3 separate regions of the Anser cygnoides genome follow, and all the other regions are linked to region 3. Evidence: chromatin contacts called from public Hi-C data. All regions are on one chromosome and are shown on one strand. The core of a region is the stretch at or near the end of the contact, and the rest is flanking DNA. Distances in the headings are between cores, read along the strand shown.

Region 1 (4,494 bases), core at 696-3,195, 150 kb before region 3:
TATTCCTTAGTAAAAGGAGAAAATCTTCATCTAAGTACAAATTAAAGACTACCAAATAATGACTGTTGTTAGGCTTTAAGATTAATCCAGAAACTGCAAAAAATACAGACCAGTTGTTCTCTTAGAAAGTAAAACAGTTAAGAAGTCCGTCTTTGATCAATCCTCTCTTGGTTTCTGATCTGCAAAAGGAACTGGTCCGGTCTAACCACTAACAGATATCTGCAAGTATTTGTGAAATAACCTAACGCTAAAGGGCATGGTAATTACAAAGGTGGCAGCACCGTGATTCTAGCATTGTATCCAATTCTTGCATTTTCTTATGCCATCAACCCATTGGCTGTTACAATATGGAATTACAGCCTTATAGCAACAGACAAAAGCCAAATGTTTGCTTTATTTTCTCTCACAGTGGCCTTTGACTCCCCCAAGTAGGAAATATTTGACTCACGTAAGATAGGTGAGACTAGGTTAACTTAGGGCATTTTGTTTCTCTCCTTCAGCGACAGTTCAGGAAAAGATGATGGTGAATTACTCATCATCCATGGCTACTTTCATGTGAAATATGGTGTTCTCTACAGGCACACATAAGCACTCCCACGCCAGCAGACATGTAGTTACGTATGCGAAGCAGCCATAATAAGTGATTGCTTTAAGCTGTACATCATTGTCATAGAACCAGTGGTTGGGTATCTGCATTCCTAAAGGAATGAGAGGAAATTTTCCAAGAGGAAAAATAAGATAAGATGGTGCCTGATAAATTCAAACTCCTGAAAGACCATACTATGTTGTTGAACTAGCAACAACGAAAAGACTTGCTCATTTCTGCTCTGCGAATTAAATGTGTACATACCTCTCACCAGGGAGTAGTTGTAACGATGCTCATGAGGTGTAACTAGGCAGCTTAGGAATGCTCTTTCTTGACTTACTTCTAGCACTATTTTTCTTCTGTTAAAATCCTATCATAGTGCCCTCACTGAATATCATGAAATGTGTCGGTGCGGAATGTGGCTGTATGAAGTGAATTGTTTCATTTTTGGAGAAAGTGCAAGATATTGTATTGATCTTTAAAATGCTATGTGGTCTGGATATAAGCTATATGATAGGCCGCCTATTGTGCTGTGGCAGCTCATCAGATGATGCACTTGTGCTAGTGTCTACACAGGACCACTGAGAAGACTGCAGCACCTTTTTTGTTATCAGAGAACTCTTGGTATTTGCTCCTTAAAGGCAAAAATTCTTATAGTGTAACTTTCAAGTTCATACGTTTTTCAAGCTTTTTCCAGAGTAAATAACGGGGGTAGATAACATCACCATTCCTATCTGCCTTGGGCTTTGAGTCTGTTCTCGTTAATTGTCATTTCTACCCAAAAATATTGCAAAGACAAGCTCTACATAAAAGTTTGCTCTTTTAGATCCTTTTGAAATACAAAACAATTGGTTGTGCCACTGAAACTGAGAAATATTTGAGTTTCAGGGTTCAAGCTTTCTCTTTCATATTCTGCATATGCCTCTACAGCAAACGTAACGGCAAAAAGTAACTTCAGCATTCTGGACTGTGTAGTTCATTCTTTTCTTCACAAAAGCTACTTTACTACAACGGAACAAAAAAGTACAGGGGGAAAATAAGTTTAAAAAGAACTCGAATAAAATGTTGAGGTAGCTTTAGCACTTGGTGAGTGACACGCTTGCAGCCCTCCTGGGACCGCCAGCCCCCCCGGGGAAGCGCTGTCTCGCTGCTGGAAAGCTGACGAGGCCGCGGGGCGTTAAGCCTCAGCTTAACCACGCAAAACACGGCACAGGGGCGAGCAGCCGTGAGCGCTTCACAGACCCCGCGCCGGGGGCGCTGCCGCCCCGCCGGGGCTGACGGGCGCGGGGGCCTCGCCCCGGGGGGAAGCGGCGGGGGCTCGGCACTGCCCTGCCCTAACGGCCGCGGGCGGCACTCGCCTCACGCAGCGCGCGCGTAGCGGCTGCAGCGCGAGGCAGGACGGCTCCCGCCGCGCCCCGCCTGCCGCGTGCACGTGATCCTGCCCCATGCGGCCAAGATGGCGGCGCCCAGAGCTGTCAACGTGCTGCGGGGCGGAGGTGAGCGCGCCGCCGCGGGGCGGGGAGGGAAGGGGGGAGGGAAGGAGGGGGGCGGGAAGCAGGCGCCGCCGGTTAAACGGGGCAGCGCGCGCCACCCAGCCGCCGCTGTCTCGCTGCCCGGCGGGGAGGTTGGTGGCTGACGCCAGCGGGAGAAGCTACCGGAGAGCCGTGTCCGCCAGCCTGAGCGCCCGGGGCGTGAAGGGCCTCGTCCCGCGGACGGTGGGAGCCCCGCGTACGCAGCTCGGGGCCGCGCGGTGCCGGCGCTGCGCCCCCCGGCAGGGTGGCGGGGGGAGAGCCCGGCCGGGCCGGGCCGGGCCGGCGGCGCCGGTAGCGTGGGGCTCGGCGCCGTGCGAAGGGGCGGGGTGAGGAGCGCTCGGCCCGGTGCGCGCCGCGCCGGGAGCTGGCCCTGAGGGCTGCTGGCGGGCCGCTCTGCGGCCGCGGGAGCGTGTCACCGCACTATTCCTGTCAGAAACTTAGTTTTCGGTTAAAAAATAAATAAGAATAATAATAACTTGACTGAAATAAATACGTTTGCTGTACCTACCCACTGAGTCACGTAACTTTTGCGTGCATGTAGAGGCTCTTCAGCTCCTGTCCTCTCACAGCGAGGTCTTCCTGAAAGTGCCTTTTCTACCACAGCCCAGCAGAAACGATTCACTCCCGCGTGTTTTACTGCCTTGGTAACGCTACAGAGCAATTGTACACGGTTCTGTACCTCACTGATAAATGTGTTTTCTTACTGGTGTTAACATTATTTACCTCTCATTCCTTCCCCTCAGTGTTTCCTTGTCTCAGATTAAGTAAGACTGGAGGTTCTTTGGGGCATACGGTTAAGTGAGTGTTTCTTTTTGGCTTCTGTTGTAAAATCTTAAATGTGTGAATAGAAAGAAACACCTTACAATGGTCTCAATGAAAGACTTGTATGAGTCTTTTTTTTTAAGACTGTAAATTCTTCATCTTTCAGCCAAAGCACAATATTGCAATGCTATGCAGCTGACATAAAATTTCAATCTGTTTTCTCATGTTGTTGATAATGATCTTCTGCTGTATTTCTATTTTTTGTTCTGTTCAAGTCTTTTCAAACTTTTGAGAATATAGCAGCCTTTTCTTCACAGTTAATTCTGAATTTTGCAGGGCACAAGAGCCACGTCAATTTTTTCATTGATAAAAGCTCATATTCATAAGGAAATTTCAGTTTGACTGGAGTCTTAGAATCTGAGCTTCAGCTGAACACTGGGAAGAGCTGCGGGATTTGGCCTTCAGAGTCTCCTATTTGTTTTATTTCTGACACTGGTCAAAACCTTTACACTTTCACATGTGCCAGTTAGAAACTGAATCACATCTGTAATATGTAGTACCATAGAATGTCTTTTGTTGTTGTTTTGTTTTGAATCTCAAATGAATTGAAATTTATTGTACAAATTCATACTATTCTTGATTTCTTGCTTCAGCAGTTCTTCATCTGCAGACTTTGTTCTGGATATTGTTGTGGTCATGTGTGACCAGTACAGCTGCTTCCAGCTGCATCCACACCTGTAAACGCTGTGTCTATCATCCAGTTAATAGACCCAAGCCATTTAAATTTGTTAAGCTTTCATCCCTCCCTCCAGACATCAGAACTTATTCAGTTCCCCTAGTGGATGCATATTTCCAGAAGTTGAAAAAGCAAAACTGTCATAGTTCAGACAAGACTGATTAAGCTAAATCCAATTTTCCCTGAATTGGACAGTTCAGTATAATTTAATTTGCAAATATTGAAAGACAGAAGTAATTTAAATTAGATTTCTGCTCACCTAAGGGAATCTATTCTACCTAAATAGAATGAAAATTACTTTTTGATAGCCCCTTATGTGATATCTCTTCATACCTCTGATGTTATGTTTCTGTAAATGATGAAAAGAAAATTTTCATAATTATGGAACTGTTTCTAGCACACTTGAAAAGCAGAGATCTTGGAAGTTTGTATACTGTTTAAATACTTCCTCCACACATCAGAAGGAATTAAGCTATCATAAAAAAAATCTTTAATATGTTTGAAAAAGAAAAGTTGAATGATTGTGGTTGCAGAAAGTTAAAAAGACAGTTTGTGATTTTTTATCAGGCATATCAGACAATTTATTTGAACAGCCTCTGTCTTGCTAGTGTCAGAATTGCAATAACGTCAACCTAAGGAGAAGGTACACAACTTGATAAGAGTGTGAGGGGCAGAGGAGCACCAATTGCATTTACCATTTGTAAAAGAAAACTAAGACAGAATACAGGCACATCAAATGGTATGTTGACCTGTCAGAGTTTGTACTTATAAATGATAGTGATTATATGGTGTTTTATGGGCTTGTAAATGGTCTACTTGCATACTACGATAGTCTCAAGTATTACAATAATTGCATCTGTGATGTTCATTGGTAGTAA
Region 2 (4,946 bases), core at 276-2,775, 180 kb before region 3:
TGAGATATCATGTCTCTCTCTTGGGCAAAAAGCTTTCTTCATCTAATTCTTACATGTTAGATAACAAGGTAGGTCCAAAAGCTGCACATCAGAGATGTCATACTCGAGCTCATTATTTACAATATTAGCTCTAATATTTACATTCTTCCCTTTCTCATAGAGTTAAGCTTCTTGAATATACTGTGTAATACTCATCAGGAAAGAAAAAAGATATTTTAGTGATTTTGGAAACATCCATGAATTAATCGTGGACCTAAAACATAGGACCTTCAAACCTTAAAGCTTTAAGACTGATGGGATTTTTCTTTCAGATCATGCTTCACTGTAACTAAAGGGAATGGATAAAGCTTCACATTATTAATTAAGTATGGTAATTTCAATGTCCTGCAAGAGATAATATTATGAAATACATCAATCTTAAAAAAAAAAGTTTAAATTCTAAAAACATCACCAGAAATCTATCTATTTATAAGAGGATCACATAAAAGCTATACAAGTATACAGTCTTAATAAGAAGTATTTTTTAGAATCGTGTAAAAGTTTATTTAAAAATAACAGCTATGGATGAAATTATTTGTTATAGAAAGTTAGAAAATACTTCAGAGAATTACTTAAGATTAGAATTTGGAGTGGTTGACCACCATTTGTGTCAGGAGCAGTTTCACCTCAACGCCTGAAGACCCCCTCAACATACAGTGTACTCGAAACGCACTTCTAAGCGCTCCATGACCAAGACACACATATGACGCTGTGGCTAACAGCTGGAAAGGCAAAAATACAAGTCCGTCAATCAAACAACGTTTGACAGGTCCGTTTACCTGCAAAAAAATATTTCGCAGCTCAGCAGGATCCGCTCTCTTGGTTGAGGGCACCTGCAAATAAAAGCAAGTTAATGCTTCACCAGCTGAGCTACCGACACAGCTGCGAAAACCCCCGCAACTGACACCGATAAGGGCTGCGCTATCAGCTCCCTTATCTAAGCGATAAGGAGACTCTCCGAGGTGAAACCCCTGCGGTTACCGCCGCACGCTCCCGTAACCCAAGGGCCGCTGCCAGCTGCTGAAACCCGGCGGCTCTCCGGTGCCACGACCGCCCCGGGGGGCGCCCGGCCGCCACCCCGCGGCTCCCCGCCGCCTCCCCTCAGGAGGCGGAGGCAGCACGGGCTGCGCTCGTCCCTTCCCCGCGGCCGCCCCGCCGCCTTCCCCTGGCCCCCCGCGGGGCTGCCCCGTAATGGCGGCGGCCGCCCCCTCACCGCCCGCAGCCCCCTCACCGCCCGGCGCCTCCCGGCCGCCCCCCGCCTCCTCACGAGCCGAGCGGCGTGGGGGTAGAGTCACCTTGACCGCCATGCTGCGCCCGGCCGCCAGCAGCAGCGGCAGGAGGAGGAGGAGCGCGAGGAGCCTCCACGCGCCGCCCCAGCGCAGCGCTGTGGTACCGAGCGGAGCGCCCCGCCCCTTCAGCGCCTTCACGCTGCCGCGGACGCTGACAGGGCAGACGCGAGGCCGCAGCACTGAGCGTGCGCCCGCCCGGCCCGTGCAGCCCGCGCTGTGCCGGCAGCGGGCGGGGCTATGCAAATGAGCCGCGGCGCGCACGCCCTTCCCACAGGCTGCCGCCGCAGGGGGGCGTGGCCCGCGGGGGTGGCAGCGGGCATGCGCGCGAGCGCCGTGCCTCGGCCAGCACCAGCCGTTCGCTGCGTGCCGCGGGCGGAAGCGGAAGAAGGAGCGGGGGCGCGTGTTCTCACTTCCGGCGGGTGGGCGCGCGGGCTGGTTGGTCCTGCCCCGCTCCGAAATGGCGGGTGAGGCGCGGGACGGGGCGCCGGTGGGCGGCGGGGGGGGCCGGCAGCGGCCGGCAGGGAGGCCGGCAGGCTGGCAGGGCGGGCGGGCGGGCAGGCAGGGCGGGCGGCTCGTCGTGAAGCCGCCGTTGCTCCTCAAGCCGCCCACGGGGAGCTCGGGGCTGCAGGGGAGCGCCGTGATGGCGCCGCTGGCAGGAGGGGACGCGGAGGCTGGCAGGGGAAGGGGCGCTCCGCTGCCGGCCGGCGCTCTGCGTGGTGCCGAGGGCCGGCTGCGGCTGGCTTCGTGTCGCCTTCCTCGGCCCCGCTGGGAGAGGGGGGTGGCTGGGGCATTGCTGGTGGTACGGGTGCCCCGATTCAGGAGCACCTGTTTGTGAGATACTGGAAACGTGCAGAAATAAGGTACAGAATAGTAGCTAAAAGACGTACTAAGGAACAAAATAGTAGCTGAAAGAGGTACGTCCTATGTTTGTTAGAGGTCTTGGGGTTTCGTCTTCCCCGAGAGTATTTGTAGTTGCTGGGTAAACAAATAGCCGTGTAACGTAACGCGTGGTGCTTGGGGATAGTATTTTTTACACCCATGTATGCAAACACTTTTGAGAAAACCTGAGAAGCTGAAAGGAGGGTATTATAACTTTGTTTTTCCTGGCTGACAGTCTGTCACCAGCTTTCTTTTTCAGTCTATTTACTGCTCTTCAAATACAGCGTCTGCCTGTCTTTTGGAAAACATTTCTTAGTGCGGAAAACAGATTTGCCAGTCTTAAAGCAAAAAACAATAGAGCCTTTAAAAAGTAGGAAGGATAAAAAACTAAAACTTACTTACTAGAGGGGTGGTGTGTTCTGAAATGAAGTCAGTAAAGTTACAAAACTTTAGTCTTCCAAAGCAGCCGATGTATGCTTTTCGGCTTTAGGTCTGTTCTTTTATTTTGAGACCACCAGTCTCTAATTACGTTGTTGGGTGAAAAAGTATTCCTTCCATGTGACGTATTTATTTTCAAATCCTTGTTGAGTCCTCAGTCTGTAAGAAGGAAATTCATTTTCCTCGTTTTATACAGATATCAAGATAGCTCTGTAACGTAACATCTGGAGGCATATCTGCACATTTTTATATATTACTTGCCTGTTCAATTTCTGCTTCGGGGGAAAAAAAGATTACCAAAAATGTTCTTTCCATAATCACTTTTTAAGTGATCTTTTACTGGATGAAATACAGGAATCTTTGTTAGTGCCATTTGAAGCTTTCAGTAAATGGATTTGCATCAAAATCCTGCGTTAGCAAAGACTCTTTAGCCAGCTGAGAGCTCTGATGTTTAGGGGGAAAAATGCTCTTTTGAGATCTCAGGCACAGAACTTGGCTCCTCTTTCTCCATTTGCAGAATAATGTTTCCTTAAGTCCCAATAAGAAAACTGGCAGGTGGGGTGTGAATGGTGCACGTTTCTTGCTTCTGTTTTAGTGGTTGAGCCAACAGTCTCTGCGGTGTTTCTTGTTTACATATTTGACAACATTTGTGTGTTCTAATTTGGTTCTACGGCTTGGGATAGAGGTTGATGGGGATGTGAAACTTGTAACAGTCAACCATACCCTGTGCTTACTCACTGCATTTGTTTTGTGTAGTTTTTGTATAGTTATGTCTCTGTAAACTAAAGCATGCTTATAGGAGGTGACATGAATTTTTTAGAAAGGTGTAGTTATTATGAAAACAGATTTGTTTTGCCTCTTAAAGGAAGTGGCAATGTTTACAGGAAGTAAGGTGTTCTCCCATAAAGGTATGCTTTGAGTCCTCTGGCAGAGCATTACATTTGACTATAGCTTCATGTAGATCCGGGTGTCATCGGGACAAGAGTCTCCAACTCTTACAGAGCTGGAATGATGAGCCTAGTAATGCATGTCCAATAGAGCGTTACTCTGGTATGAGGCTTCAGGGCACCCCTGCTCTCCGGAGAAGTAATAAGAAATTAGAATTGGGATGAACTAGGTATCTTGAAATACTGATGTGCAAATGCGTGTGTTCTTGAAAAGAAACATTTGTCAGACTGAATTCTTAGTTTTTACTTGTTGCTTTCCAATGTGTTTTATTAGTAATGAGTTTTAAACACTTAAACATTTAAACGTTATAACATATAAATGTTTTGAATATAATCCCCTTCATTTTCAGAAACTAAAGAGAAAGATACTTCTGGTCTGTTTTCTAGTTATTGTTTGTAATTCCAGAAAAGTGTTTTAGAAATCTTAACATTCCTCTTATATTTGGAGTGCATATTGTTTGGGGATTTTTCTACTTGTTCAATATTTTTGGTGTTTTTGTGTTGTGGTTCTTTCTGTCCTTGAGAACCTTTTTCTAAACATATTTGTTGAATAATAGTAACACAGATTGTGCACATCTAAACCATTTTTAAAATCTTTTTCTTCAGGACTAACTGCTATGGAGAAGAAGCTGGCTGAATACAAATGTAACACAAATGAAGCGATTCAGCTAAAGCTAGGTAATGTCGGTTTTTAAGTACTGTGCATTTGAATTAAGAAACTTTCTTATAATGAAATCCACCCAGGTTTTATATATGTACCTGTTAATGTAAATATACAAACACAAGAATAGGAACGCAGTCTAATTAGACTAATACTAGCCTAATTTTGCTAAGACTAGTGCAGTTAAGTATAGCTGTAGAAACTCAGGCTTGTCCCTGCATCATAATGTTATCTGCAATTTATTAACGTATTACTGGAGTGCATTGGAATTTAACCTCCCTTATTTTTCTTTAAGTATTCAGTATGTTCTTTCAGTTTCTTCTTCTCTAAGCCAAATGCTATGATGTAGTCCTAAGCATCTGTTGTTTTCATGGTGACCTTAGAAGCAGAGCTCATCTTGTTAGGGTTACAAATTTCTAATTATTTTTTATTTTACATCTTTCCCTTTCCTCTCTTTTTTTTTTTTTTGAGGAAATAGTAAACACAAGAAAGAAAACTGAAAAGTGTTGTGTTGTTGGGTTGGGGTTTTTTGCTGCCCCCATGCCCTCCCCCATCTAGATTACCCAAGCCATTTTTAACAAAGTGTTTAAAACCTGAGTAGAAGTAGTATGTTACTCTAAGATTTTAAGAACTGCTCCTTGCTTTATATAGCTTGCTTATTAGGACATCCAAAATACAAGCAGAATTACTGAA
Region 3 (4,560 bases), core at 1,624-4,123:
ATATGATGTGTATCAGTTCTGTACAATTGCTAATACCAAGTGTGTAAATATAACTACTTAAATATTCTGGTTTTTAGACTACTCAAGAGAAAAACATTCTGTTTATATGGTATTGAGTATTTTATCTCCCGTACTGCTGTAAGCACCTTTATCTCCTGCACTGCTGTTTGCTAGTCCTAACATCATTGTTAACACAGAACCATAACAGCCATAGAGAATATATGAGCAAAAATAGCCTGGCTGCATAAAAATTCAAGTGTTTACTGTAGCTGTTGAGATGCATCTGTTCAGTAAAGGTAAATAATTTGGAGAACAGAGTGGTTTTACACAGTGTGTGTGTACTGCATGCAGGAGAAATCATCCAGAAGGTTGATTCAGGCTATTAACTCTTAAATCTAGTTTCAGTTTCCAAACTGAAACAACTTTATAGCTTTAGAACTTGCACAATAAAACAAACCTCTTTGGTCTGTATCAATTTTTCTTGTCTGGAATTACATCAATTATAAAATCAAGCATTTTTTTATAATGACATGTGAAGGGGATGTTTACATATTTTGTTTTTTTCAGGACCATTTGATGTGCTGCATTAAAGCTTCACAGCTGAGATTCCACAAGTTCTGTTTTTCTTTGCGTGACATGTGTTGTTCATATAAATGATAAAAGTTCAGAAATATAAAGCTTTTTTCCTTGCCCTCCTTTTAGGGAAAGCCTAAAATGTCTTGCCAAGCACTAGTTTTTCCATCCCACCTCTATTTTCCAGAAAATATTTTTTTTTCCTTTTTAATTAACTACACAATTGTATGGAGGAGGAAAGTATTGCTGGCACTAAGGCTAGCTCAATATGTAGGCACAGCAGGAGACCACCTTTGGCTGTGTATCAACCCACCATTAATAAGCAGGCAGCTTGAAAACTTGGCTACAGCAAAGCAGTTGTTATATCTATATATAATATAGATAATAAAGATAGCTACTCAGCTTTGATCTGGCCATTGCCTTTCTTAGAATTGCTTTGTTACGCATAGCAGCGTGGTCATGTTTAATTGGTCATCATGCCTAATGTTGGTCCCCCTTTATCCAGAGATGGCATGAAGGAATTGCTGAGGTATGTGTTAATTATCTATAATCCACAGCATTTTTTTTTTGAGGAAGGGCAAAGGAAGGAAATAGACATTTTTCAAACATTTTTTTCCTCTCCTCACATGCAGCAAATTAAAATAGTACAAAATGATGAGATCCAAGGTAACTCTAAGCTGTTTGTGCGCACTTCTGCTCCACCCTTTATGCAGTCTATTTTTGTTGTTCCTGGTGTGGTCACTTGAGACAGGCTTTAATACAACTATGTCTTGGAATGCGTGTTACTGCATCTGGAGATGAGAAAGACATTGCTGAAGGGAAACATCTATGGGTAACAACAAACAGGTAAAACATGCCCAGGCAGCGCTGGTGGGAGGGAGAGGCAGATGTCAGATGAACCTAATGTGCCAAAGTAATTCATGTGGCTCAGGATACAGCGTGGAAGTACTGTGACTCCTAACAGGAGTTACTAAGTACAAGTATTGCTTTTACAGTTACTGTAAGAGTATTATAGCATGCGAGTTTAAATGGTCCTGAAGGGCACATTGCTAAGATTTTGGTACAGACATCAACACTGTTTTAAAAAGACTTGTTTTCAAATCTTTACTAATTACTGTGAAATACACGGATTTGAGTAAGCCTACTTTATTGTAATTAGACTGGGACCCTTCCCTCTATGAGCCTTCGGTGAAACTGTAGGGCAGTGTTCGTGCCAGTACAGTTTTCTGCCATGGCAGTGACTGCAAAGTGATTGAACAACGGATTAAGACTTGGAATGATTGAGGCAAGAGCAAGCCGGGAAGGTTCCTAATAGCAGTAAATATCAGGGAGCCTAATTTAACAACATGCTTTGTTTCCACATTAGATGCACATTTCTCGTGTGTTTTCTCCTCTCTTTTGATCAAGGGTGTTTTGGTCTTGAGCCAAAGACTTGTCTATACATGGAGTTATCCTAGAATAATTACTCTGGAAAAAGTAGCCTGGATTAACTCCCTGGGAGCATGGTATTGTTCCAGAAGAAATTATTTGGAGTATTATCATGTGTGAGGGCTCAAATCTCTATTATTATTTTTATTATTATTTTTCTGGAATCTTGTGGGGAAAAAAGCTTCCCTTCTCCTGTCTCAGATGCTGGTGGAAAAAAAGTATTGTCATGTTGCTTGACAGGTGAAAGGTTTCCAAGACCTTGTGTTCACTTCCCTAACCCAGAGCCCTAAAACAAGACTAGGTTGACACCTTGAACCCCTCTCCTGGGTGGATGAAGTGCACTGAGGTACACCTGCACTTTTGAGTTAGTGAGGTTACTCTTTTGGAACTACGGCTGAAAGCATGAGATAAAATAGGGGATACTAAACCACGTACTGTTTTCAAACGCTTGAAGCGTAAGGGTAAGGTACCCGTTTAAGGACAGGAAAGGCAGTGAAGGAATGAGGTTTAAAGAAGCGTGTTCCCACGTGCTGTCTAAAGAGTCTGGCAAACACAGGTACAAAGTCGCTGACTCTTTTTCCCTCGTGCTGTGCCCTTTGGGGACCGCAGACCGCAGCGCTGTCGGGCGGCCCCTTGGGGAAGGCGGGCTGCAGGTGCTCACCGCCCGGCCCCTTTGCTCGTAGCCGCCGGGGCCCGCTGTTCTTTTCCGTCCCAACCTCCCAGAAGCAGGGGCTGGGGGCGAGGGAGGCGGGGCGGCGCCCTCGGCTGGGCCGTGCCGTGCCGTGCCGTGCCCTGCGGGGCGGGGGCCGGCGGACATTTTGTGCCGCCCCCGCTGCGGAGGCGCGGGGCTGCTCGGCGGGAGCCGCCGCGCGGGGGCCGGGCGGGGCGGGGCGGGGCGGGCTCCGTGCGGCGGGGCGCAGCGGGGGAGCGGCGGCGCTCGGCGGATCGGCGGCGGCTTTCCCGTGCCCGGCAGGCGCAGATGGCGGCCGCGCTCCTCTTGTACCTGCCCCTCCTGCCGGGGCTGGCCGGCGCCTTCAACCTGGACACAGAGCGCGTGATCGTGCGGCGCGGCGAGCCGGGCAGCCTCTTCGGCTTCTCCCTAGCCATGCACCGGCAGCTGCAGCCGCAGGAGAGACGGCTGTAAGTGCTCCCGCCGGGTCCGCGTCCCTTCCACCGCCGGAGCGCTACCCGGCACGCAGCCCCCGCCCGGCGGCACGCGGGGGGCTTCGGGGGAGGGACGGGGGACACGGGCGGCACCTGCCCCGAGCGCCCGGGGGCAGCGAGGGGCCGCCCGGCCGCCCCGGGGGGGGCTCGGCGGGGCAGAGGAGCAAAAATCCCGGCGAGGACCGCGCGCGGCGGCGGCTGTGCCCCGGGCCCGGGCCGATCTCGGCCTCGGCCGCCCAGTGCAGCGCGGGCGCCCCCGCTGCGGAGCGGGCAGGTGGGAGGCGGAGCGGGGGGGCGCAAAGCGCTGCTGGCGGGGCGAGGGGAGAGCCGGGAGCCCCTCTGCGAAACGCAGAAAGCAGAGCAAGGCTTCTTTGTGCGTCGTCGGGAGAACTGAGGGTTCCTTGCTTTCCGTGGAGGTAACTGATTAGTCTTGTCCTGTGCGGTAGTGCTGGATGGAGTGTGTCTTGTGTAAGGTATTGTTAGGAAACGAATGTCTCTTACCCCAAGTGCTTAGTTTTGATTTAAGGGAAGATGAGCCTGTTGTTGTATATCAAGTGTACGGGAGAAGGAAGTTGGGAAGAAATCGTATCCTCGATAAAGTTAACAGATAAACGTTGTTAAAAGTTCTTTGTACCTGTTTTGCTCAGGTTCACGTTTTGTATGATTTCGTAGAAATTACAGTGTGTAAAGGAGTATAAATCACAGGTTCCATCTTCTGTCTGGTATGCAATGTGACCCAGTTGTATAGCCTGAAGAATCAAACACGGATCTGAGTTTCTTTCTAGAGGCCCTTGACTTAATTCTTGGCAGGATTACGTGTGCATTGGTCTCACTTAGTTCTACTAAGAAAGCAGTGCCTGAAGGTTATTAGTTGGCCATTATGTTGTCAAATGCTGATAGAATGAGTGCGTCAGACTATGCAGAGATGGAAAGCCAATTAGTCAGTAGAAATACAAGAGCAGTCACAGTATTCAAACTGGTTTGTAGTGTTTGACTGAAATGCCTCAGAGATTGTTAGCATGAAAGTTGTGTATTGTATGTACAGTGAGTGCTTCCTCTGGCAGTCCAAGTCTGAGTACAGAGCAGAGCCAGATGCTAACTGTGTTGGCATGGCTTTCTGAATCCAGGCTTTCATGAGAAGCAGGGGTCTCAAATAGAGGAAAAACCAGACTAGAGAAAGTGTTTTATGATGCATGGTTCTTAGTATGAGATGTCTTGGCTATTTTTTTAAAATTTCTTCTGCGTATTTTAACATAAAGCATTTGAGTGCTGCCCCATGTAGCTGCTTGGAAAACCTGCGTTCAGTTCTTTTACGTAGCACAGCCACGCCACAGTCACTTTGAGCATCATTTTTCTGGAGTAGGGGTAGTAGTAATGCGGCTGAAAAAGATACTA

What was found. A called contact is a pair of places that touch in the nucleus more often than the background predicts.
Region 1: a Hi-C map of liver shows a contact between it and region 3, with 8 times the contacts expected there. The contact joins the promoter of METAP1D here to the promoter of ITGA6 in region 3. A contact is called at or near these places in 2 of 7 Hi-C or Micro-C datasets (both in liver).
Region 2: a Hi-C map of liver shows a contact between it and region 3, with 14 times the contacts expected there. The contact joins the promoter of SLC25A12 here to the promoter of ITGA6 in region 3. A contact is called at or near these places in 2 of 7 Hi-C or Micro-C datasets (both in liver).

The regions. Positions count from the first base shown.
Region 1 is chr6:20,816,487-20,820,980 of Taihu_goose_T2T_genome, reverse strand. It overlaps METAP1D (methionyl aminopeptidase type 1D, mitochondrial), which reads left to right and starts at 1,945. Exons shown (of 10, transcript XM_066999505.1): 1 at 1,945-2,082. The coding sequence starts at 2,043.
Region 2 is chr6:20,844,547-20,849,492 of Taihu_goose_T2T_genome, reverse strand. SLC25A12 (solute carrier family 25 member 12) reads right to left here and starts at 1,525. Exons shown (of 18, transcript XM_048061541.2): 1 at 1,335-1,525; 2 at 819-872. The coding sequence starts at 1,346. It overlaps HAT1 (histone acetyltransferase 1), which reads left to right and starts at 1,641. Exons shown (of 11, transcript XM_048061568.2): 1 at 1,641-1,792; 2 at 4,199-4,270. The coding sequence starts at 1,786.
Region 3 is chr6:20,670,358-20,674,917 of Taihu_goose_T2T_genome, reverse strand. It overlaps ITGA6 (integrin subunit alpha 6), which reads left to right and starts at 2,873. Exons shown (of 26, transcript XM_048061610.2): 1 at 2,873-3,141. The coding sequence starts at 2,981. LOC125182528 (a long non-coding RNA gene) reads left to right here. Exons shown (of 5, transcript XR_010832263.1): 5 at 568-892.